Linked DNA regions of Mus musculus: regions 1 and 3 are each linked to region 2. Evidence: chromatin contacts called from public HiChIP or PLAC-seq data. All regions are on one chromosome and are shown on one strand. The core of a region is the stretch at or near the end of the contact, and the rest is flanking DNA. Distances in the headings are between cores, read along the strand shown.

Region 1 (3,588 bases), core at 988-3,487, 350 kb before region 2:
GGGCAGAAGAAACAGGATTTCCCACATAGTGCTGGATTTGCCTCCCAAGTTTCCCCATGGTGCAGGAATTAAAGCCAAGAGCCAGCCAGCACCAGAGTTTCCAGGAGTCACCAGCAGATGGAACCAGTCACTACCACACAGGGCTGAGGGAACCAGCACACCACACCCCCAAGATGTACCAGCAACCAATCCAGCTCCAGTCTAGACAGAAACAGGTGACTCAATAGTGTATGTGGCAGAGGCCCTCTCTCTCCTGTGGGAAAGCTGACGGGTGATTTCTACCCGAGATGAAGGAAGAGACAATCCAAACTCAGAAGCCCAGAGCATCCTCAGAGGTCTGGAAGATTGAGATGCAGCCCCAAGTGATTTCTACTCCACTGCCCAACTGGAGGGAAAGAAAGCAGAGCCCTTGATGCTCCTGGCTGGGATCTGGAGCTATGCCTGACGTAGACACTGATTTAATAACCTTTTTTATTTTATGTTACCAGAGTTTGAAGCTAGAACCTTACACATACAAAGCAAGAACATCTGAAACAAAATAGTGTGTGGGTGGGTATGCATGTCCATGTGTGCATGCGTGTGTGCACAGGTTCGTGCACCTTAGTGTGTTAATACAGGTACCCTCGTACCACAGTGCACGTGTGAAGGTCAGAGGACAAACTCAGGTCAGACCTTGCCTTCTGCCTTGTCTGAGACAGAATCTCTTTTTTGCTCCAGACTCTCTGGTCCACAAGCTTCCAAGGATTGTCCTATCTCCACCTCCCATCAGCCATTGCACACCAACGGTCTCAGGATGCGGAGGAGCTGGGGGACAGAGTCCTGGGTGGTGGTGAGCATGGCAGGGATGAATGACCTGGGGGGGAGAGCTCATTCATTGAAATAGAAAGTCTGGCTTATATAGCTTGAGAAAGGGAGGTGCCGCTTGCAGGGGCAAGGGCCTTCCAAGCGTACCAGCTAGATTAGCAGATTGTAGATCACGTGGTTTCTGAGAAGCCAGTTCTCTGGCAGGGAAACAGAAGCCTAACTGGCTTTATCATGATGTGGCCTTTGTCTCTACGGAATTGAGTAGGCCCAAGTCTGATCTAGGTAGGGAGTGACCCCACTCCTGCAGTGCTCTCTGAGACACGTCCCAATTATGGGCAATGCTACACCATCCCATATCTGGCTTGGGAACCCATCACTGTGTCCCTTTTTACATGGACTCTGAGAGGTTCTGGGAGAACTCAAACATGGGTCCTCATATTTGTGTAAGAAGAACTTTTACCCACTGAGTCTTCTCCTCAGCTCCTAAGCAAGCATTCTTGCATTGAAATCGCTACTCATCGGAAGCCTAGAGGTTCTGAAAGTGGGAAGGCCACTGATTTGCAACCAGAAGCAACAGACATGCCTACTAAAACATGCCTGGGCAGAAGACAGGACGCCCTTCCCATATGATCTGCGGTCTCTCACATAGTTGTTGCAGAACATCCAGAAGACCCTGTGACTTCATGTGGTGATGCTCGGAAGTCAGCAGAGTGACCAGAGCCCAGCTTTACCTGGAAGCTTTTAAATTAAGAGTTGGCTACACATAGCAGAGATGGCGTCCCCGGGAGCCTCTATTACTAGTGATGTTAAACGTGCAGCTAATGGGTAAGGAGAGGAAGGGGTGGTCCTGGCTTGGGAAGAAAGCTCTGTAAAACTCCAGCAGAGCCATACCGAACTAGGAAGGAGTAAAGGACAGTTGCTCCTTCCTGTAAGTCATGTAAAGAAGTCAACCATTCCTCACCCCCCCACACTCTGCCCAGAGGCACTTAGGCCTCAAAAAGAAGGGTGACAGGGTGCCTCCAAAGCAAACCCCATTTTTCAACCACTGCTCCAAACAGCTGTGGACCAACTCCAGCATTTGTTAAAAGGGAAGGAGAAAAGCTTGAATTAAAAATTGTAATGCCATCTTTAAGATAAAAGACTGTGTCTTCATTAACATAATAAGACCACTGTGGTGGGTGAAAGTGGCTGAGAAGATATGGACATGCACAGATGGTGAAGGGAGCTGCTTCTCAGCGGGAGAGAGACCTGTACCATACACATCGAGTGCAGGCAGCAGCCACTGGAATAACAAAACTGCTTTGTGTTCATGTCTCAAGGAGTCAACACAACCCAGTAAATCAAACCCAATCACATATATGTGAGAAGTATAGGGCCTTGGAGACCTGTGTCCCTACCATGGCCAACACCCTGGTGACGAATAATGACTCACACAAAATACATACCTGGCTTAGCCAACCACGCGTTGTCCTGCTTCGCAGAGTACACAAGGCAGGATACTCTGTCCTAGGCTTTTAGGGAGGCACTTAACAAAGGGAACATGGCAGTCTCTCCTTAGGAAGATCCCTGGTGGGATGTGCGGTGGGATGTGCTGACAGATAGCTGTAAGAGATGCAGTTTGGCCATTCTTTCTCTGGTATATTCTAGAAAATAATAACCTCATCTCACAGGAACAGGAGCTGGGTAGACCCATCTGGGAGGGTCAAAAGCCAAGGAGGTCCTGAGTCTCCAAGCTGAGATCATGAGATGAACAAGTCAGGGCACACCACAGGTCCTGGGACACATCCAGAAGATGGGGGAAATAACACTGGTGCCTGGGAGGAAATGAGGCTTTAAATGAGCAGGGTGGGAACTGGTTCAGAGAACACGATGTTGGCCTGGTTTATTTCCACCTAGCAAAGAAGAACACTGACTGGTGTCTGCACTGTGACAGAGAATGTGCTAAGCCGGGTTTGTCCTTTTGGGTTTTTTTTTTTTTTTTTTTTTTTTTTTTTTGTTTTGGAGACAGCATCTCACTCTGTAGCCCAGCCTGATCTCCCACTCCTGACCCTCCTGCTTCAGCCTCCCAGCGCCCGGTATGAGTCACCACACCCAACATCACCCTTGTCCTATCTTCCCATCACCCTGTAGGGAAATATTTTCTCCACTTTACAGACAGGGAAAGTGAGGCAGAAAAGTCACCTGAAGTCCACTGCTGCTGGAATTTGAACCTCAGGTCTGTCCTTAGGGCAGACTTGACGATTCTACACTCATGTGATATCAAAACACTGACGGTTTGCTCCAAATCCATTGGGTTTTGCTTCATAGGAGGCTACCTCAGCTTTAGGGAATTCTTTTACAGGTGCCCCCCCCCCCCCCCACCAGTGGCTGAGCCACTGGACCAGCAAGGGCCTCCTCCGGACTGCATCACCCACTGAAAGCCAACCTGCTACCTCAGCTTCCTTCCCTCCTAGGACTGTCAAGCCCCTGTGTACACCTAAGTCTGTCTCACTCAGCACCTGGCTCAGAGTCCTCAGCTAGAAACGCACACGCATGCACACAGACATGCACATGGACACACGGACACAAATCTAGCCCCCAAATCCTCTCTCTGACATTTCTTCCTCCTCACTAGTCTTTGGGTAGTGCAGAGACTGTGTGCTCTAGCTTCATTTGGTCCAAAGCCTCTAAACTAGAAAGAATTCGGGCAAGTCCCAAAGAGTAACTTAACCTCTGTGATTAGATGCTAATGCTCAAAGACAGTAGCTAATGAGCCTGTGGACACCAAGGGCAGAGTGTTACAGG
Region 2 (3,875 bases), core at 925-3,424:
TCACTGTCAAAGTCTTCAAAAGCAGAAGTCAACCAGGCTGCTCTTTGTGCCATGATACCAACATCACACTGCTCAAAAAAAAAAAAATGTTCATGCCTCTCAGGTCTCTGCCTATCTGTCTTTCTGTCCTCATGATTTCATGCCCACCCCTACCTCTAAACTCCAGTCCTACTGACTCCCTACCTGAGTTTCCCCAAGCTACTCTTGGGGAAGTGGTTTAACTACCCTGGGTCCCATAGTTCCTCATTTGTAAAGGAAATTTTGCTCCATAGGACTATGGCAGGCAGTAAATGAAAGAATACTTCAACAAAGTCTCGTAACTAAATCTGCTGTGCTCACATATCCTGTAAGAATGATGGTGTCACTGTAACTGCAGTTGGGGCAGCCTCCTCTTCTTCACTTAGCAAACCCTAGGCAACTCTCAGGGCTCACCTTTCTACCGTCCTGTCTTTACAGACATCCGAGATTAGAACCTGAATAACACAGCCTTTCAGGGGAGATTCAGTTCTTAGTCAACCTGTCTGTCTTACTCTTCCTGTACCTGAAGACCCAGGATTCCAAACACTGTGTCTCACTGACTTCGTTTCTTGGCACACAGAACAACATCTGGTTCCTGGCCTGTGCTCAGGACATGTTCAGCTCGTGAGTAAGCAGGGTAGTGTGGTCCCAAATGAAGGGATTGGATATTCGGATAGGGGATAACTATAGTCATCACCCCTGCTGGGGTATAGATTCTTTGCACAGTGCATGGACATTTATGCTTCCCACCCCTGGAAAAGAGGCTGCTAATCTCCCGTCATTCCACCCTCCTAGCAAAGCCTCCACCCCCCACCCCAACATCTGGCTCAGCCTGATGAAATGATGGATTACTGAGTCCCTTCAGCATGCCCAGTTAAAGCCACTGCCCACAGCTGTTTGAATTTCATCAGAACTGTTGGCAACCTTTCTGCCCAGCCCCCAAAGCCCACAGCTAGTAGGGAAATTTCAGTGAACAACCTTCAGATCAGCTGCAGTCTGTTTGTAGCTTCTTTTTAATCCAACAATCTTCTAATTTCCAAGCACAGATGAGTCAGATGAGAACCAGGAAGGGAGCTATACACCCAAGGTCCCCAGAGATGCATGCTCTCCTTCTGAGAAAAGCTGAATTTCCTGGAGGAGATATGTGTTAATTACCTTTTTCATTACTGTGATGAAATACATAACAAAATGACTTAAGGAAGAAAGAGTTGGTTTTTGGCTTACAGTTTGAGGGAGTAGCGCCGCAGCAGGAACGCAGCAAGAGCAGCTAGTCACACTGCATCCACCGTCAGGAAGGACACACAGAGAAAGATGAATGCTGGGGCTCCACACTCTTGCTACTTTGTATTCAGTCTGAAACATTCAGAGCAGGTGTTCCCTCCTCAGTTTCCTTTGTTAGAAACAGCCTCACTGCTCTTCCTAAGGTCCTGAGTTCAAATTCCAGCAACCACATGGTGGCTCAAACCATCTGCCCTCTTCTGGTGTGTCTGAAGACAGCTACAGTGCACTTAAATATAATCCCAAATAAATCTAAAAAAAACAAAAGAAGAGCCGGGTGTGGTGGTGCACGCCTTTAATCCCAGCACTCGGGAGGCAGAGGCAGGTGAATTTCTGAGTTTGAGGCCAGCCTGATCTACAAAATGAGTTCCAGGACAGCCAGGGCTATACAGAGAAACCCTGTATCGAAAAAACAAAAACAAAAACAAAAAAAAGAAGAAAGAAACAGCCTCATAGACATGGCCAGAGGTATGTTTCCATCGAGATTTATTTAATTTGTTCAAGTTGACAATGAAAACTGGCCATAACTGTCTTAGTTAGGGTTTTACTGCTGTGAACAGACACCATGACCAAGGCAATTCTTATAAGGACAACATTTCACTGGGGCTGACTTACAGGTTCAGAGCTTCAGCCCATGATCATCAAGGCAGGAGCATGGCAGCATCTAGGCAGGCATGGTACAGAAGGAGCTGAGAGCTCTACATCTTCATCTGAAGTCTATTAGCAGAATACTGACTTCCAGGTAGCTAGGATGATGACATTAAAGCCCACACCCAGAGTGACACACCTATTCCAAACAGTCTACATCTCCTAACAGTGCCACTCCCTGGGCAAGCATGTGCAAACTATCCTAGTTCCTAGTGACTCAGTGACGGGAGCTGACAGGGAAAATAAAAGCCCTTCCGCATTCAGGTCTGCAAACATCTAACTCAGCTCTGTTCTTCCAACCGGAGACCTTCAGAGGTCTCACTGATGCCCTCTATTCCTGCCCTGATGAACCTGGGTGTCCACATACTGTTGGCCTCTACAGAAAGACCATGGCTGGGGGCCTGTGAGATGGACATTGAAAGTGCTTGTTGCTCAAGCCTGATAACCTTACTTTGATTCTTGGGTTCCATGGTGATAGGAGGACCAGCTCCTGAAAGTTGCCCTCTGACCTCCAAATACATATCTAAAAAACAATCTATATCTATCTATCTATCTATCTATCTATCTATCTATCTATCTATCTACCTATCTTAAATTAGAAGGACTAGGACTGGGGAGATGGCTCAGTGGTTAAGAATACTGGTTGTGCTAGGAGTGGTGGACTTTAATCCCAGCATTTGGGAGGCAGAGGCAGGTCGATCTCTGAGGCCAGCCTGGTCTACAGAACAAGTTCCAGGTCAGCCAGGCTACACAGAGAAATTCTGTCTCAGAAAGAAAGAATGGAAGGAAGGAAGGAAGGAAGGAAGGAAGGAAGGGAGGGAGGAAGAAAGGAAGGAAGGAAGGAAGGAAGGAAGGAAGGAAGGAAGGAAGGAAGGAAGGAAGGAAGAGAAAAAGAAAATAGGGGGAGAAAAAAGGGAAAAAGAATTCTGGTTGCTCTTCCAGATGACCTGGGTTCAACTCTCTGTACACATGGTGACCCATAACTGTCGGTAACTCTAGCTCCTTGGAAATCCGTAGCTTTTCCAGGTACCAGGCATGTAAGTAGTGCACATACATGCTGTACTGGCTAGTTTTGTGTCAACTTGACACAGCTGGAGTTATCACAGAGAAAGGAGCTTCAGTTGAGGAAATGCCTCCATGAGATGCAATTGTAAGGCATTTTCTCAATTAGTGATCAAGGGGGAAAGGCCCCTTGTGGGTGGGACCATCTCAGGGCTGGTAGTCTTGGTTCTATAAGAAAGCAGGCTGAGCAAGCCAGGTGAGGCAAGCCAGTAAAGAACATCCCTCCATGGCCTCTGCATCAGCTCCTGCTCCCTGACCTGCTTGAGTTCCAGTCCTGACTTCCTTTGGTGATGAACAGCAGCATGGAAGTGTAAGCCGAATAAACCCTTTCCTCCCCAACTTGCTTCTTGGTCATGATGTTTGTGCAGGAATAGAAACCCTGACTAAGACAAATTGGTACCAGCAGAGTGGGGTATTCCTGTGACAACCTGACCATGTTTTGGGGAGGTCTGTGGAAGGACTTTGGAACTTTGGTCTTGAAGATCCATTTGTTGTTAAGAGCTCTGTGGGATGTTGTGTAGGAGCTTGGAAGATAATGTTGAGAACAGTGCAGAAGATGGAGGCCTGGCTTGTGAAATTTCAGAGGGAAAATTAAAGACTCTTTTCAGGGCCATTGCTGTTTTGATTGTGAAGATTCTGTAGTTCTGGTTAGCTGGGGCTGAAGAATCAGCTGTGATTAACAAGATACCAGAACTACTGAAGCAAAAGCTTTGCATTACTGGGACTATTGATGCTGGTTAGCTGGAGCTAAGAAATTAGCGGTGATTAAGAAGAGACCAGCATCATTGAGGTGACATCTTCTGGGAAGTGTTTTCTGAGAGCACAGTGGCTGTGTTCCAGATATAGCCAAAGTTGTACCTTGTGCTGTG
Region 3 (3,565 bases), core at 122-2,621, 310 kb after region 2:
TTAGCATCTATGAGGTGTGGGGTTCAGTCCCCAGCATCAAGTACATATGCACCGTCCCTCACGCACATAGAACACCTGAGCGTCACAAACTCTGATGAGCTCAACAGATGCTGATGCCAGCCTCTGCTTCCAGAGAGCTGGAGTTGAGCAGGGGACCCACAGTCTGTGGTGTTTTGAGGCAATTAGAAGTCAGGGTCAAATCCTTTTCACTCATGACTCTATTAGCACGAGAACAAACTGAGGGTCAGAGAGGAACAGGGTCTTACTTAAGTCACTCAGGCAAAGGTTCCAGCATCAGAGCTTGGGTCCGGCTCCCCAGGTACACCGCAGACTCATGGCTGGCATGCTTGGGTCTAGGTGGAAGGGTACATCATGGCAGAAAGGCTTGGGAACCTTGCCTATCACCCTCTAGGAAGACCTAACGTGAACAAGAGAGTGGCCAGGGAAAGGAAATGATATAGTTAATCCGCCAATGATACAACCAATCCACAGTCTATTGTTAATTTTTGTCCCCCACACTCAGAAGGGGCCTTTTCCCTCCAGTTTTTCCAGCAGCCATCATATGGGGGGGGGGGGCAGGAGGTCTGGCACCGGGGGTTCCCCAGGGCCAAGTCCCACTAGGCTTCTTTCTGGGAATCGAACCTGGGACCTCTGCAAGAGCAACAAGTGTTCTGAACCTCTGAGCCATCTCTCCAGCCCCAGAAGCAGGCTCTCTGATCCCATCTTCATTCGCACATTGATAGGAACAGCAGCTGGTATTTATGGAGTGGTTTGCATTCTCTATACATCTGAGCTATTTCATAATCCCAGGGTCTAGTAGCATTTCTATTCCTATTTACATGTGTGCTGATCAGCTTTTTGTCAAACTAGTCACAAACTAAAGTCATCTTGGAAGAGGGGACCTCAGTTGAGGAATTGCCTCCATCAGATTAGCATGTAGGAAAATCACATCCATCAGATTAGCATGTAGGGAAGTCTGTAGGGTGTTTTCTTACTTAATGGTTGGCGTGGGAAGGCCCAGCCCACTGGGCAGGTGGTCCTAGGTTGTATTAGAAGGCACATTGGGTAAAGCACAGGGAGAAAGCCAACAAGCCGTGTTCCTCCACGGCTCCTGCTTTGGTTCCTACCTCTTCCAGGTTCCTGCCTTGGCTTCCCTCAAAGGTGGACTGTACACATGTAAGCAAAATGAGCCCTCCCCCAGCCTCAAATCACTTTTGGTCAGTGTTTTATGACAGCAACAGAGAAGCACACCAGGACAAGCTGTTTCTGGCTTTCCTGATTATCATGAAAAAATGCTACCTTGAACATGGAGATCCTTGATTTTTACATGGGCCTGCGTTGTAATTGCTCTTGGGACTGTACCTCAGAGAAGAGCTGCTGAGTCACTTGGTATGGCTGGAACTCTTGAGTGTAAACAACAGGAACTGCCTCTCAATAAAGAGGACTTTTACTGGCAGTATCATGAAGGCTTCCAGAATCCCATAAAGAGAGGCAAAAGGATGGGCCTAGAAAATAGACAAAAGCGCCATAATGGTCAGTGGCCAGGCAGTGGAGTGGGTGGAGATGAGCCCTTCACGGGCCATCATCAGCACCCTAACAGCAGGCAGGTTAGCAAGGATAGAGTGTAATGAGTTGGGTCATAGTTTGATGGGATGTGGGAGACACCAGACTGAAGACCCAAAGACCAAGGGCAGGGTCTAATGGGGATTGGTCATACCTGAGTTCCCCTCGTGGGTCCTGGATGTCTAGATTCTTTCTGGCCTCTCTGCGCAGCCTTCTGTTCTCCCATATTTTTTGAGATGTTTTGGGACCTTAGGACTTTAAACTAAGGAAGGTATGTCAGTTTTTGACCTCTGTATTCAATTTTTAATCAACATATTGCATGTCCTCATGAGCTACAACGTGGCTGCGATTTTTCAGTGTCTGTGCACAATGTGTTATGATTGGATCAGGATGACTGGCGTATCCATCACCTCAGACAGTTCTCATTTCTCAGTATGGGAACGTGTGAAATCCTCCCACCAGCTACTTGCCCGCCACCGTTAAACCCTGGATGCTATAGGGCCTTAGCAGCGATTCCTCCCATCCGGCTGCAACCCTCTGCTCACTAACCACTCTCTCTACATCTCTGCTCAGGTTCTGGACCATTGTATCTCTCTGCATTCAGCCAGGATATGATTCAGTACACAGTGTCTTTCTTGACACTTGCTTGATTTACGTCACTTACGTCCAATTCCACCCATGTTGGGCGAATGACACAGTTGTGTTCCTGTTTATGCACAAATAATATTCTATTGTGTGTTTACTTTTTTTTTTTTTTTTTTTTTTTTTTTAAGAACAGTGTTTCTCTGTGTAGCCCTGGCTGTCCTGGAACTTTCACAGAGATCTGATGCCTCTGTCTTCCAAGTATGGGGATTAAAGGTATGTGCCACCACACTTTATGTTCGTATCCATTTGTCTGTTACTGGGCACCTAGGCTGATCCTACCTTCGCTGCTGTGAATTGCGGCCATTTAACTCTGAGCCACAGACTCTTGGTTGGGCTGATTTCAGTTTATCTTAATATACACTCAGCTTTCTGGGTCACATTGCAGTTGTGTTCCTTGTTTTGTAAGGCAGATGCACGCTGTTTCTCTGGTGGCCATGCTCCCAACTGCTGTGCTCAAGGCTCTCTTTGCTCAACATTTCCACCGGCATTTGTTACCTTCGTCTTTTTAATAATTGACATCTTATCAGGGCTGACTTGATGTCCCATTGTGTGTGTGTGTGTGTGTGTGTATGTGTGAGAAAGAGAGAGAGAGAGAGAGAGAGAGAGAGAGAGAGAGAGAGAGAGAGAGAGAGAGAGAGAGAGAGAGAGAGACATGAGCACAGGAACCTGCAGAGGTCAGAGGGTGTCAGGTCCCCGAGGGCTAGCATTAAGGGCAGCCGTGAAGCAATATAGGTGCTGGGAACTGAACCTCTCTCTGCAAGAGCAGCACTGCTCGTATCTGCTGAGTCATCTCCCCTCCGTTTTGTGCCCCCTGGTGATGGATGACAACCCTGTGATTGTTGACTATCTGTGTATCTTCTTTGGAGAAATCTAGTTAGGGCTTGGGCTCCTTTTAACCAATTTATGATTTTTGTGTGGGTTTGTTTTCTACTGAGTTGTTTGAATTCCTTACAGAGAGTGTTAGAGAACGCCTGCCCCGCCCCTCTGTTACGTTTGTGGGAGGGGTCGGTTTTCTCTTTCTTCTCAGTTTCTGCCCGGAGGCAGGGGCAGGGTCACAGCCACTTTGCTCAAATCCCAAAGTGTTCCCTGTGTCCCGCTGCTCTACTGATTTCATAGTGTCTGATTTATTTATTTTACTCTTAAGTCTTTAATCCATTTTGATTTTTTTTTTTTTTTTACATAGTGATGGATGGGAACCTAGTTTCATCTGCCTATGCATATGCAGTTCACCCAGGACTATTGTTAAAAAGAACTTTCATTTTCCATGTGTTACATGGGCAAACACACGGGTTCTAGTTCTCTATCTCACTGGACAGTATCGCCTGCCTTGCTGTGTGGTCACTCTAGCTTTGTAGCA

What was found. HiChIP or PLAC-seq counts read pairs in DNA pulled down with a chosen protein or histone mark.
Region 1: a FOXA1 HiChIP or PLAC-seq map of pancreatic cancer cells shows a contact between it and region 2. The contact joins two enhancer-like sites. A contact is called at or near these places in 1 of 39 promoter capture datasets (hippocampal neurons), 1 of 115 datasets of contacts at active chromatin or transcription factors (pancreatic cancer cells) and 1 of 9 other capture datasets (liver).
Region 3: a contact with region 2 is called in an HNF4G HiChIP or PLAC-seq map of pancreatic cancer cells. The contact joins two enhancer-like sites. A contact is called at or near these places in 2 of 115 datasets of contacts at active chromatin or transcription factors (large pre-B cells and pancreatic cancer cells).

What each region holds. Positions count from the first base shown.
Region 1 is chr3:105,087,735-105,091,322 of GRCm38.p6, reverse strand. No RefSeq gene overlaps it. Among named protein-coding and RNA genes, the nearest start is that of Gm40118, 18 kb to the left of the region's middle. Within about 2 kb of position 2,237, at least 15 of the 459 cell types and tissues checked have an H3K27ac peak or open chromatin away from gene starts, as enhancers often do. A contact at or near this core is called in pancreatic cancer cells, where this site is marked.
Region 2 is chr3:104,740,395-104,744,269 of GRCm38.p6, reverse strand. No RefSeq gene overlaps it. Among named protein-coding and RNA genes, the nearest start is that of Tafa3, 35 kb to the left of the region's middle. Within about 2 kb of position 2,174, at least 32 of the 459 cell types and tissues checked have an H3K27ac peak or open chromatin away from gene starts, as enhancers often do. A contact at or near this core is called in pancreatic cancer cells, where this site is marked.
Region 3 is chr3:104,433,972-104,437,536 of GRCm38.p6, reverse strand. No RefSeq gene overlaps it. Among named protein-coding and RNA genes, the nearest start is that of Gm38412, 27 kb to the right of the region's middle. Within about 2 kb of position 1,371, at least 13 of the 459 cell types and tissues checked have an H3K27ac peak or open chromatin away from gene starts, as enhancers often do. A contact at or near this core is called in pancreatic cancer cells, where this site is marked.